3 separate regions of the Mus musculus genome follow, and regions 2 and 3 are each linked to region 1. The links are chromatin contacts, called in public HiChIP or PLAC-seq maps. All regions are on one chromosome and are shown on one strand. The core of a region is the stretch at or near the end of the contact, and the rest is flanking DNA. Distances in the headings are between cores, read along the strand shown. Region 1 overlaps Ubl3 (ubiquitin-like 3). Region 2 has its middle 18 kb from the start of Gm36140. Region 3 overlaps Mtus2 (microtubule associated tumor suppressor candidate 2).

Region 1 (4,731 bases), core at 2,072-4,571:
TTCTATAATAGTAACCATAATTTGCAGTTTAGTTGCTGACATTGTTATACATTCAAAAGCATAGTGACTGGCTCTCTCTTTCTCTCTATCTCTCTCTGTGTGTTGGGGGTGTGTGTGTGCATGTGTGTATGTCTACATGCTCCTGTGTGCATACCAAGGCCAGAGGTCAGTGTCAAGTGTCCTTATTAATTTGACACAGCCTCTCACTGAGCTCTGACTCAGTTAGGTTAGGCTGGCTGGCCAGCAGCCCAGGCTCTGAACCCAGGTCCTCATGCATCGGTAGAAGCACTTGTATCAGGAAGCTGTCTCCCCAGCCCTGTGACTTGGATGTTCTACTCACAAGTCATCTGCAGCACATGCTCATTGTAGATAGCAGGAAATAAAGTTGTATACCAATTCCCATTATTAAAAAATTACTCTGAAGGAATTTAGTTAAGTACTGAGGCATGAAAGTAGAAGGGGTGGGACTATGGAGAGGAAGGGGACCAGCTGGAGTTTCTGGGAAAGGCAGTGGGTGGGGCCGGGCGGGGGCATTTCAGCTGGAGGCTGAATAAGAAAACAATATAAATACTCACTCTGCCTGATGACTTAGATAACAATTAAAATTTTAGCTGAAAACCCCAAATGGCACTGGCGGCAACTCAGAGTGTGGCGTAAGTGGAGTCTGTGCAGTCATACTGTTTTCAGGCTGAGATTTATTCAGAGTGTCCATGTCTACTTCCAGATTAATTTGCGCCTCATCTTGGTGAGTGGGAAGACGAAAGAGTTCCTCTTCTCCCCAAACGACTCTGCCTCTGACATCGCAAAGCACGTGTATGACAACTGGCCCATGGGTGAGTACCGGCTGCTTGACTCTTTGTCCCTGACTTGTTTCACACATTTTGAGAAAGTACAGAGGGCATGAGACCCGTGCTTGACTTGGGCTTGCTGTGTCACTGCCTAGATTTTGCCTTTCTCACCACAGAGCATCGAAGGAGCAGGAGATCCAGAGGCCATGTTTGCCTTAGTGCAGGTAGAGTGTACTCAGTGCACATCCACTCCCATGTCAGTGAACCCAGAAGGAAAGAGCCAACCTTCTCAGAGGCAGCAGGCGCTGTGGGCTCCTCTGTGCATAGCTGATTGGAAATGAAGCTTGAGACAGACTTGACCTGCAGTTAGTTCTTACTGCATGCATTCTGCGAAGAAGGGCCAGGAAGAGTAAAGTCTTCATGAGTTCTGTTTTTACTGCACCACTGTGAGCTCTCTGGGGGAGTGTATGCGGTAGCTCCTCCCTTCTCTGCTGCCTCCCTATCTAGTGAGATTCTTGAGGGAGTCCTGAGTTTTCCCTTTGAGCTTCCAGAGTGTGCCCCTAACAGTTTCCATGGCATGTGCCCCTGGGTAACACTGCTGTAGCCCATCTCTTTAACTTTTTCCAATGCAGAGGGTTGAAGCCAGGGCCTTGTGCATGCCAGGAAAGCTCTCCATTACGAAGCTGTGTCCCTAGCTCCAGTTTTTTATTTATTTTTTGACAATGTCTTACTAAATTACTTGGGCTGCTCTCAAATCAGGCAAATCAAATTAGGAGAATTCCTCTCTCAACCTGAGATTATAAGCATGTGCCACCATGCCAGATCTATATAATATGTTTAGCAAAAGCAATTTGAACTTTTTTTTTCTTTTTCCTGAGACAGGGTTTCTCTGTATAGCCCTGACTGTCCTGGAACTCACTTTGTAGACCAGGCTGGCCTCGAACTCAGAAATCCACCTGCCTCTGCCTCCCAAGTGCTGGGATTAAAGGCATGCGCCACCACCACCCGGCGCAATTTGAACTTTTAAAGTTACTTTAGTTCCTTAAAACAATCCAGGTAATGATAACGGGAGAGGCACCAATGGTACATACTGCAGGTGAAGAGGCTCCCGCCTGTTCTGGAAATTGATCACATCAGCTAGATGTTACTCGCTTTGAAAAGTCCTTCTTTAAGTCCCTCTTTCCTGAGTTTGCCAGATCTACTCAGCATATACTAGAGTGCATAAAAGGGCTCCTTTTATACAAAGTACTTAAATTAATATTCTAGGTCTAAACCACTATAATATCTTGCACTAAAAGCCAGTAAATGTATTTGTTGGATCTTGTAAGAAAAAAATAGTAAATTCTGGAGCAGTAGAAGAAAAGTCTTTGGGTGCCCTGCCCTGAGGAAGGAGCAGGCTGGCAGGTGGACTCCTTGGCTGTCTGGTCTGCTAATCACATCAGTGACACCAGAGTCCTCCTAAGCCGTGTTCTGTACATGTCCCTCTGGGGCCTAGAGAGGAGAAGGGCACATCTCATGAGGCCGTGAAAGATAATGGAAAGGCATGGCTTCACTATGCTTTATCAGGCCTTAAATCCCCCTTAGAGTCCTAACCTCTCTTCTATATGGATTAAAGTTACTGTCACTTGTGTTTATAGCAAAGGAATGTTTGGCCAGACATATTCTATAAATTATATAAATGATGGTTTTAAGGGCAGTGCATGCAAAGTAATTTTTGCTGAAGCAGAGTAGCTCCCCTGATCTTTATCTAGGAAAGAGTACAGTAAGACTCCCCGGGAAGGGACAGGCCTGGGGAGTTCCTCTCTCACTTGAGTTCCTGAGACCGGATAAATCAGGTGCATGCACATACATTGTTTTGAACACTCAACGAAACAGAACCAACCAAGGACAGGCTTTCTTCTCTTCTCTTCCATCACTCAGTCTTCTGGACTACTTTGTCTGTCGTCTCCTACTGAGAGTAGGAGCTACTAGAATGGTGAGCAGGAAGTCTTCAGATCACACTGAACCCAGAGCTTCCGTTGTTGCAGCAAGAAGCTGATGGGAGCTACCAAGGAAAGCGCCCTCTGTCCAAACAGCAGTCTCTGTTCTCAGACGGGGCTTCTGCAGGAGCTGCTGTGCTGCCCATACTCCAGCTGGTAGCCGTGTGCCTCAAATGCCATGAAATGTTTGCCAGTTGGCCTCTGAAAAACAGCACAGCAATGTAGCCCAGGCACCTAAGGAAGTCTTTGAGGAACTTGTTGCTACCCTTGAGCACACATTTGAACAGTACAAGCACTGGAACATTATAGTGTCCATTAATTACTGATAATGGAAATTGATTTTCAAATGGTAGATTCCCTTTACCAAGGCTAGACTTCTGGCTCGGTGTTTTCCTTAACTTCAGCCTGCAGCTTGGCACTCTCTGATCTCTTGAGGGACAAACAGTCTTCTGCAGCTCTTTGTTGCTACTTGAGGAAGGTGGAAGGAGCCAGGGCTGCAGTGCTTGGGTGGGGACTCTGGGCCACACCCTTCCTGGTAGCCTCTACAGAGTGTACAGAAGTGCTGTTGTGTGGGCCCGAGCCTAACCAGTTCTCCTTTTTTCAGACTGGGAAGAAGAGCAGGTCAGCAGCCCAAACATTCTTCGACTCATTTATCAAGGCAGATTTCTACATGGAAACGTCACCCTAGGAGGTAATTAATGTCCTTTGCCAGCATTATTCCTCTGTTTATTTTAAATGACAGTGGTTTCTAAAAAAAGGTGACTTGAGACCCTGAGGTCCCCAGCTCTGGGTGTGCTTCTCCCTGGAGACGGCTCCGCCTGCCAGGTTACAGATGGGTTCCCTGCGCTGCTGGGTGGTATGGTGGGTGTGCTACTTTTACATCAAAATCCATCCCACAGACTTGGCACGTTTATGACTGCAGGTTTTCATTTGTAAAAAGAGGGCTTTTTCAGTGGACTCAGTAAGTGCTCATTGTGTGGGGACCAAGTAAATACTGCTGTGGACACGCCATCGTGCTTCAGTCTGGTCGTCTAATGGTGAGGTCTGCAGTCTGTTCTTCCCTGGGTAGGTAGGTCGGTTACTGTGTAGTCACTGAGCAGTTCATGTGTCAGCACCAATAAACTTGAGTAGGCGGATTGAATGTGACCAGATCCTCCTTCAGGTTGCTCTGGGCTTGCATGGGACAACAGAGTCCACTATGGAAAGACTTGTGGGTTAGAGCTGGTGACCTCAGTGACCAGCAGTGTGGTCCTAGTGGGCTGCTGCAGAGCCTGGGCTCACATGGAGCTGGTTTGTTTCAGTGTTATGTTTGCTCTGAAAACTGCTGTAGTTTGTAGAAATACAAGAAATAATTGCCACTTAAAGGTAGAATTTGTTTGTAGTTTTGCCTAATTAGACCAACCCTCTGTCACTGTGAGGAGAGTTGACTGTTAGCCCCTGGCTGGTTTGTGCATATATTAATCATGGGGCCATTTTTTTTAATGGTTCAAACAAGATCTTGAATTAAAATTAATAAAGAAAAGAAGAAACCAAGCTAATAAGTGTTGGCTGGGTTTCCTCTCTTGACTCTGAGAGTGAGTCTGCTGCCCCTTGGAACACCGGTCTGTTGAGCAATTCCCACCAGCCCCTCGGTTTCAGTGTCAGGTTAAAGGTCACAGAATCTTTGTTAAGATCAAGATGCTTCATTCTCATTAAAATTTTAGAATAATCAGTAAAATGACTCATCTCTAGACAATTGTGTAGCTGCCAGTCTCTTTTGGAAGTAAATTAAAGGACTTCCAGCTCTCATGACTCAGACAGGTAGTGTGGGGGCCAGTGGCCCTTGCTTGGCCAGTGCTGCTGGATGCTAGGTTAGGCTACCCTGCTAACATTCCGCTGTCTGCCTTCTGGACTGCAGGTTTCCTTTTTGGTTAGGAGTGTTTCGGAGGCAGCATACAGCAATGGCAGCTGCCTTCCAGTATGTG
Region 2 (4,461 bases), core at 482-2,981, 140 kb before region 1:
AGGAGAAATGACCATAGTAATATTATTTTTTAAAAAGAATTAACTACTATAGCTAAAGTACATTATATGCATGTATGAAGATGTCACAGGACATCTATTCTTTAAATTAATACTTATAAATTAAAGAATTAACTCTCACTATAAAATAGCTGATTTTAATTATATTTTAAAAGATTTATTCTTATTTCTGTGTGTGTGTGTGTGTGTGTGTGGTGTATGTGCACACCCCTTGTATACACATGCTTGAGGAGAGCAGAAGAGGGTATTGGATCCCTTAGAGCTGTAGTACAGGTGGTTATGAACCAACTGATATGGGTGTTGGGAACTGAACCCAGGTCCTCTGGAAGAGGAGCAAGTGCTCTTAACCACTGAGCCATCCCCTCTGGCCATCTCTCTAGCCCCTCAAATATATATTGTGTGTGTTTGAAATATATTTATATATAAACATATTTATATACAAAAATATATAAACATATATCTTTATATATTAGATATACATATATAAACTTATTTGTGTGTGTGTATATATATATATATATTTTTTTTTTTTTTTTGAGACAGGGACTTATTTTTTTTCCTTGGCTGCCCTCAAACTCACAAAGATCCACTTGCCTCTGCTTCCTCTGTGCTGGGATTGAAGGTGTTAGCCATCGTACCTGGTCTTCAAATATATTTTGGTAAGAAGCTGTGTCCTAATTCCTGAGTATATTTAACGAGTTACTACTATGTGCTTTACCCAGCATCCTCCACTCTCCTCTGGTCTTTCTTTGTAGCGCCCCAGTCACTAGGAAGCTGTACAGAGACCCCCACTTCTGGATCATAAGGACAACTTTCAGGCTGTCAGTGAAATCTGCAGACAAGTCCACAAGGTCATCTATGTTCACTCCCGCTCTGGACATCCTCTACCATGGAAAGGGTCTCTAAGAGAAAGATCAAGAAGGCTGGGGCTCCAGGGTTCCCTTTGAGAGCCTTGGCTACTTTGGGGAGAGATGCTGAGCTGCCCAGACAAACCTTGAGCTGCAGGACCACAGGACTGAAATGGCAAGAGAGAGGCAGAAGCAAACAGTGCAGGCATTCTGCTGCAAGGAGGCCGAGGCAGGAACCCAGGGCAGGAGGCCAAGGCCAGGGCTTTCTTCAGCTACTTAGTGAGAACCTGTTTGTAGCACATAGCAGGAGGAAGAGGGGCTGAGGCTCAGTGGCAGAGCGCCCTCCCCCCCAAAAAAATTCCGCCAAACAAGCAAACAATAAAAGGAGGCCTAAATACTCCACAGTCCAAATGGTTACCTCCCAGATGGGGAGCAGAGGTCAGGAGAAACAGCAGAAGGCAGCCATAGAGTCCTGAGGGCTCTGACGGTTGCTGAGGAGTTCATGAAGTCTGGGGGCTTGCAGAAAGTCCTGGAGGTGGGGTAGGGCTGTGGTGGCTGAGTAAATCCGGAAGAGGAACTGAGGAAAGAGAGATGCTTGAGAAAGGGGTCAGGGGGAGGGTCAACCCTGCAACACAGACAGAGTCAGGAGATGGAAACATGCAGAGGGAGGGAGGGAGGGAGGGAGGGAGGGAGGGGGGAGGGATAGAGGAAAGGGTAGGAACCATGGGAGGGAAGGAGGGACAGAAAGAAGGAGGAGGAGAATGGGAGGGAAGGAAGAAGGGAGGGACAGGGGTGGGAGAGACAGACAGACTGCTTCCTTCAGAAACGGATCTGGCCTCTTTAAGACTACAGACCACAGTGGCCACTGGAAGGAAAGGGGAACCTAGGTGCCAGGTTCCTCTCTTCACAGAAGCCTCTGTCTCTCCCTGGCACAGCAATAGGTGTGTGTCTCCTTAAAAACGCTTGAACCACACAGGACGGGTGAGCTCTCTACCACTGACCCTCAGAGACCAGGCCTTCTTTATCTGGACCTGGTCAGTGGGGCAGCAGGGACGGTCTAAGAGAGACCAAGCAACAGGGCACACCGTTCATTTGTGGGCCACGGAAAACAGCACCCGTAATTTACTCCCGACTCCTGGGCCGCCCTGCTGAAAACAGTCCCCAGGTCTTCTGTGTCCTTGATGGCCTTGTCTGTTAACTCCCCTTTACCCTTCCTGACACTGAATTTCCCAAAAGCCCTTCCTAACTTGCAGGGAGCGTTGCGTCTCCTGCAAAGAATTCTGGGATTGGGAAGAGTGGCCAGGTGGCCAGGAGTACTAGACAGGGTGATGCTTGCTCCTTTCCTGGTAAGCTCCGGAGGGTGCGGGTGGAGCTTCTCCTCCTCTCTTCAAAGCTAGATGTAAGGCCACTGGGTTGCTCCTTCCTGCTGTGGAGATGGAGGCACGCTGCAAGGGGAGGTATCCTGTGGCCCCCTCCCCACTCCAGAAGCTGCCTGCCTGTCGGCAGGAATGGTGGATGGACAGGCGTACTCTGTCTATTCATTTTGCTTTCTACATGGCCAGATGCATTTGGAGTCATTGATTTAAAAGCTGGGTTGGAATTCTGTTGGGGGAAGCCCAAGCCTCTTGAATACGGGAAGGAAATGAGGAATTCCTTCCCAGCTGTTCTCTGCATGGAAATTACCTGCCCCGGGGAAGAAGGCTTAGAAGGCTGGCTTGACAGGAGTGGGTTGTCCCTGAGTACTTGTGTCCTGGACTGCAAGCAATAGGACACTAGAGCTTTGGGGAAGTGAAGAAAGCCCTCTGCCCTCTGTAGCCCTGCTCAGAGCTCCTGGGCAAGCTTACAGACCACTGAGATATCCTCACTATTGTCCCTGGTCCTCTCAAGGGGGTGACCCATCCAGGGTACACCTTGAGTTTCTGCCATTTGGGAATATTATGGCCTGGCTCCTGAGACCATCTTACCTGCTCTGGTCCCCCAGGTATGGAGGTAGATGACTCCACTCTCGGTACAGCCCTCAGGTACAGTAGCTCTCCCTACTACACCCCTGCTCAGAGTTCAGAGAGCAGTGTGTGTGTGAGAGCACAAGCACACATGCACACACATATTAATTTGCACTCAGAAGGAGACGCGCATAGGGTGTAGGCTTCTGAGAATTGACCTTCACAGTGCTCTTTAGAATCCAGAAGGTAGGTGGCTGGCTGACTGTGAGACCTCCCCAACACTTCTCATGCAGACACCTTGTAAAAGCAGATGTGACACTAGATGTGAGAGTTTGCGCAGTGTTCATGCAACACATTCACAAAGCACTGAGCTCTTGAGTCAGCCGGAGGGCTTTGCGAAATTGAGCCACCCTTCATCTTCCTCTCCCAGGGATGCTAAGAAAACGAGTGCATGCGAGGGGAAAAATACTACTGCTTCCTTATCGGTTGCTGGGTACGGCCCCATGGCCCCTTCTCCCTCCGTGGTAGCCAGATCCACTGGGCACAGAGATGGACTGGAAGGAGGAAAGTTTAGCTAGATACACAGTAGTAGTATCTAGTGTAGTGCGGAATCTCAGTCTCTGGCAATGAACACGCCCAGGAACAGCTTAAGTGAACTGGTTCATTTATCGGGAGGGAGAACATGGTATTTATGCCCCTGGGGAGGTGGCCAGGGTCTCTGGAGCAAGGTTATGTGGCTGTGTACCACTGGCCAGGGAATAGGTGTTAGAAGATGCTTCATCTACATACTCAGGAGCTCTAGGGTCTTGGGAGGGGATGGGTGGGGGATGGGAGGGAGGGGGAACCTTGTACGGCCAAACAAGAAGTGAGGCCTGATAACCGTCAGCGTAATACATTCTTACTAGGGTTGATGGTGGGGGAGCCGGCCTTATGGTGCCAGATTAGGAGTAGGGAGGTAGCCAAGTCCTGCCACCCTCATGTTTGAGATACCCAGGGTTGAAGTTCCCTCGATGTGTCCTTCATAAACCTAGGCCACTATGGTCCCGCAGCTAGATGATGACTGAGGTTCTTCTGACAAAAGGCAGATTGACACAGGAAAGCAAACAAGGTGAGCCGTAAAGGACGTGGAAACCCTTAGAAATGAGGACCCGAGGAAACAGAGAAACTTGTGTCTTGGTACTTAGATTTGATGAAGAGTAGACTGTTATATGGAGGGACTCAGCAAGAGCTGTTTACATTCTCTGTATTCCTGTGCCTTCAGGGTGGGGGTAACCCCTTCCTCTCCAGATATTGAGCATCTCTCCCGTGAAAATCTTATGACCGACTTTAGACAAAAGCCAGCGGATTCCTAGATGGTTTGTCTGATCCAGAGAAAAGAAGAAATGTCACAGGCTGCGTCCTGGGTCCTCTCACTGGCTTGCATGGTGCAGATGACCTACCTCAAAATGGCTTGGTAATGACTGCTCTACCAGCCCTTTACAGGCACAATGACCCTGACAGACAGATGTGTCCGTCTGTCTAACATGTGTGTGGCCAAGAATGTAGCCTGGAAAAGCTCAAGAGAGAAGATAGCATTTGAACGGAGCCTTGAAGAAAAAACAAACAGGATTTTTCCAGTCAGAAAAGGGAGGTAATAAAAGCACTCAAAGATG
Region 3 (4,347 bases), core at 1,798-4,297, 210 kb after region 1:
TCCTCGCTTTGAGGTCTTCATTCTGCTGCTGCAGCACCTGGATCCTTTCTTCCAGGATGATATTCTTTTCCACCTAGGAAAGGGACACTAGTGAAGAGACGCCCACCAGCCAGCGGCAAGCCGTTGGTCCTGGCTTCTGCACTTTGGAGGATCTCTGGGAACAGTGCTTTGCTAAACTCTCTGCACAACACTTTTGTGGGCTGGAAAGTCAGGCGAGATGGATAAGCGACCAGCATAGCCCTTTTCAGAAAGTCAGAGCAGAAAATGCCGGAGTGCACTGTATGTAGTAAAAAAGCACTATGATACATATTTTAGACTCTCTCTCTCTCTCTCTCTCTGTGTGTGTGTGTGTGTGTGTGTGTGTGTGCATGTATGAGGGAGAGAGAGAATACATACATATTTTTACAGTGAGGGTTACAGGTCACTGTCATGATCAGAATCAGGCTGTGAATCCCAATTGGAGGTCAACTGCAGTGAGTGAGTCACTGTCCCTTGCCAGGCACACATACTTGGCCCTACTCAGGCGCTTTTGAATTAACGGGGCTAGAGTGCCAAGTATTGTGGGCATATTCTTTCCTTTCCAGCCAGAACAACAAAGCAAAGAAGCCTAGAAGTCTAAAAGTCTAGGGAATCCTCTTGGATTTGAAGATACAGAAGCAAAGGTCAATTTTTTAAAAACAGACAGGGGAAGCCTTGGCAACCTATTAGAAAGGCTTATTACAGTGACGGTCTTGCCAGTTTATGCCATCTCTCCATCACTGTGGGATCTAGCTGGTGTGTGCTTTCGTTCTAACTTTAGAATTTTTTTTAAAGAGGCTTTTTACTCTGTAGCCTCTTTAATTGACTGTAGCCTTTGGAACTCGCCGTGTGACTCAGGGTGCCCTGGAGTACACAGCGACCTTCTGCTTTAGCTTCCCAGCTGCCGCAGTGCCTGGGATGAGCACCCACACCTGGATTGTCCCATGAAAGGGGGGGGGGTGCATTGACTGTTCCTGTAGCTAGTTGTCTTAGTCAGGGTTTCTGTTCCTGCACAAACATCATGACCAAGAAGCAAGCTGGGGAGGAAAGGGTTTATTTGGCTCACATTTCCATACTGCTGTTGATCACCAAAGGATGCAGGACTGGAACTCAAGCAGGTCAGAAAGCAGGAGCTGATGCAGAGGCCATGGAGAGATGTTCCTTACTGGCTTGCTTCCCCTGGCTTGCTCAGCCTGCTCTCTTATAGAACCCAAGACTACCAGCCCAGAGATGGTCCCACCCACAAGGAGCCTTTCCCCCTTGATCACTAAGTAAGAAAATGCCTTACAGTTGGATCTCATGGAGGCATTTCCTCAACTGAAGCTCCTTTCTCTGTGATAACTCCAGCTGTGTCAAGTTGACACAAAACTAGCCAGTACACTAGTCTTTAAAGAAAACTGCAACTTGCTCATGAATAGAGCTTGGGAATCCTTGCCAAGGACTGGAGCAAGGCATACTACCTGGCCTTCATCTTTATTCCCAGGAAGTGGGAAATAATAGATCCCCAGGACAGAAAGTCATACAGACCTTCTGCAAAGCCAGAACATGGCTGAACATAGCCAAATCAGCCCAGGGGCTCGTGGGTGGTTCTTTGCAGACAGCCCAATCACCGAGAGGAAGATGGATGGCTGTTTCAAGGGTCACCCTAGCCAGGGCATATGACAAGATCGGTCTGTGTGGCCCCTGTGGTCCGTGATAAGTGCTGGGCTGTTGGGAGGAGCTATGTGGCTCCCATTGCCCAGGACGGTGGTAATAGACACACCTGTCTCTCCACTGCCTGGAACACACCTGTGCAACAAGAGATGCCTGCAGCAGAGAGCCACACGTGGACCAAGCTCCTGGTTTGTGCAAACCATTTGCAAAGGATGTTTCAGAGACAAATGGGGATGAGATGGGCAGTAACTCTTCAAAACTGGAGGTGAGATACAAGTCTGTAATCTCGGCACGCTGGTGGTGGAGGCAGTGGGACTATAAATTTCAGACCAGCATGGGCTATTTAGCAAGATCCTAGCTGGGTGTGTGTGTGTGGGGGGGGGAGACCTGTTCGTTGGAAGAGGGCTATAGAACACTGTACAAGACAAAATTTGGTGTGTGTATGTGTGTGTGTAGGAGAGAGGGGCATTAAGACATATCTCTGAGAAGTGTTAATGGTAGAAGAATACGATATTCTAATTTTCTTATTTTTGTTTATCTTTCCTACAATGTACACATTCTCTCTTCCTCTTTCATAGTAGCAAAAATCATTTAAAAAATAATATCAACAAATGGGGCTGGAAAGAAAGCTCAGCTATTAAAAACATTTACAGCTCTTGTGGACCTGAATTTGGTTCCCAGCACACACTGGTCAGGACGCTACAGGAGGACCTGGCACCCTCTTCTGGTTTCAGTGGATACTACACCTACATGCACACAGAATACATAGTTTTTAAAAGCCCTTATCTGGGCCTTGGGCCTCTAGGAGGGGACAAATATTGCTCTATTTCCTCAGGCTAGCTCCCAGGAACCTAGCTGATGACCGAGGGGCAAAGTCTTTGTTTTGAACTGGATGCTCCTGTCCCTCCAAAGCAACTGAACCCCTCTCCCCCAGGTGCAGTACCAGGACAGGACATGGGGCCTTTGGAGGTCATTGGCTCATGAAGGTGGACTCCCATTACTGAGATCTCTGATCCTTCTGTCACGTGAGGATTTGGGGGCACTCCTCCAGGGTTGCCTTGTGGGCTCAGCCACTCACAGACTGGGTACAACTGTCCCCCTTCCTAGGCTTCTCGTCCTGTGGCAGTACCATTGCCCAGGCTAGCTGTTGGAATGGAATGACAGAGCTTTGCTCAGGCCTGGTAAACAACAGCGATGGATCGTTCCTGCTGTCGTCTTAGTGGTGGAAGGACACAGAAATGATTGGAGAAGTAACCAAAAGAAGCCACCAGGACTCCTTTCAGAAGTCCTGGCCTTGTGAGAAGTCCAGGCTCAGCTACGATTGTCCGGTTCGCCTGTGAGCCACAGGCAGGGAGGGGCACCCCTCACCGAGCACTGTCACCAGCAAGAGCCACAGCATCCGCTCTCTGGAGCAAGCGGGCCAACTCACCAGCTTTTCCAGCTCGATGATCTTCTTCTCCTGCAGGTGGATCTGCTGGTTCTTCATCTCCAGCACCTGCTTCAGGCTCTGCATGTCTTCTTCCAGGTGCTGGTATGGAGCCAGCGCAATCTACAAGGGCAGAGAGTGTACGTTTCATACCAGGTTCCCGGCTCAGCACGCTGTATGAACCAGCCCAGTGTGATTGCCGTGCTTCCGCAATGTACAGCCATAGCACCTGTGCAGGAGCGGGTGCCAGCACCTCCGAGGGGGGATTCCTGGGATAACACAGGCTCTGACCCTCCTCCCACAGGACTGGATCCCCAGGGCGCTGGGGGGTCTCACGTGTCTCGCCCATGTCCTTAAGCTCATGCATAGGAAACAAGCCAAGCGCTTTACAAAGCAAAGTGGATGGAGGAAGTCTCTCAAGGCTCCGCCCCTAGATGAAGAACTATGGGTAATGAATGGCTACCAAGGGGCGGAGGATCGGTCATTCCCGGATTGGTTACCCAATTCCCTGTGGTCAGCCCTAGTAAACACATGCGCATATGAACAGCATTAGACAGACTCTGAAGGTCCTAACTGTCTGTCTGTCTGTCTGTCTGTCCTTTTGTCACAATAATGATCAAAGAAGAGGTCATGAAGCCGAGAGAGGGGCCATGGAGGAACTGGCAGGGAAGAGTGTGGGGTGGAAATAATGGTGCTCATGTAGAGAATCTAACGATAATAAATGTTAAAGAAGATTTAATATGCTCAATCTATCAAAGATACCATCCCCTAATTTTTTAAAAAAGAAACTATCTTTTTAATTTATTTTTATTTTTTTAATATACATTGGTATTTTGCCAGCAAGTATGTCTGTATGAGGGCGTCAGGTCCCCTGGCAAAGGAGTTACAGATGGTTGTGAGCTGCCACGTGGGCTCAGGGAATTGAATTTAGGTCCTCTGGAAGAGCACCCAGTGCTCTTAACCACTGAGCCATCTCTTCAGCCCCATCTGCCCGCCCCCTCCCTTTATCCCCTTAGAGACAGGGTTTCTCTGTGTAACTTTGGCTGCCCTGGTATTCACTTTGTAGACCAGGCTGGCCTCAAACTCAGAGATCTGCCTGCCTCGGCCTCCCAAATGCTGGCATTAAAGGTGTGAACCACCACATGCACAGCTTGTTCTGTTTTTTTAAAAAGCCGTTTATGAGAATGACATGTCAGAGCGGGGGCTGGTGGACGTGAACAAGTAAAACGGTGGGACATCAATTTTAATTT

The links. HiChIP or PLAC-seq counts read pairs in DNA pulled down with a chosen protein or histone mark.
Region 2: a contact with region 1 is called in an H3K4me3 HiChIP or PLAC-seq map of bone marrow-derived macrophages, with 3 times the contacts expected there. The contact joins two enhancer-like sites. A contact is called at or near these places in 2 of 484 Hi-C or Micro-C datasets (erythroblasts and granulocyte-monocyte progenitors) and 2 of 115 datasets of contacts at active chromatin or transcription factors (bone marrow-derived dendritic cells and bone marrow-derived macrophages).
Region 3: a contact with region 1 is called in an H3K4me3 HiChIP or PLAC-seq map of embryonic stem cells, with 19 read pairs. The contact joins two enhancer-like sites. A contact is called at or near these places in 2 of 115 datasets of contacts at active chromatin or transcription factors (the SCID.adh cell line and embryonic stem cells).

Annotation. Positions count from the first base shown.
Region 1 is chr5:148,507,996-148,512,726 of GRCm38.p6, reverse strand. It overlaps Ubl3 (ubiquitin-like 3), which reads left to right. Exons shown (of 5, transcript NM_011908.2): 2 at 725-833; 3 at 3,372-3,458. Among named protein-coding and RNA genes, the nearest start is that of Ubl3, 42 kb to the left of the region's middle. Within about 2 kb of position 3,321, at least 116 of the 459 cell types and tissues checked have an H3K27ac peak or open chromatin away from gene starts, as enhancers often do. A contact at or near this core is called in bone marrow-derived dendritic cells, bone marrow-derived macrophages, embryonic stem cells and 2 more, where this site is marked.
Region 2 is chr5:148,649,996-148,654,456 of GRCm38.p6, reverse strand. No RefSeq gene overlaps it. Among named protein-coding and RNA genes, the nearest start is that of Gm36140, 18 kb to the right of the region's middle. Within about 2 kb of position 1,731, at least 53 of the 459 cell types and tissues checked have an H3K27ac peak or open chromatin away from gene starts, as enhancers often do. A contact at or near this core is called in bone marrow-derived dendritic cells, bone marrow-derived macrophages, erythroblasts and 1 more, where this site is marked.
Region 3 is chr5:148,302,356-148,306,702 of GRCm38.p6, reverse strand. Mtus2 (microtubule associated tumor suppressor candidate 2) reads right to left here. Exons shown (of 15, transcript NM_001359503.1): 13 at 3,101-3,220; 14 at 1-73. Among named protein-coding and RNA genes, the nearest start is that of Slc7a1, 95 kb to the left of the region's middle. Within about 2 kb of position 3,047, at least 20 of the 459 cell types and tissues checked have an H3K27ac peak or open chromatin away from gene starts, as enhancers often do. A contact at or near this core is called in embryonic stem cells, where this site is marked.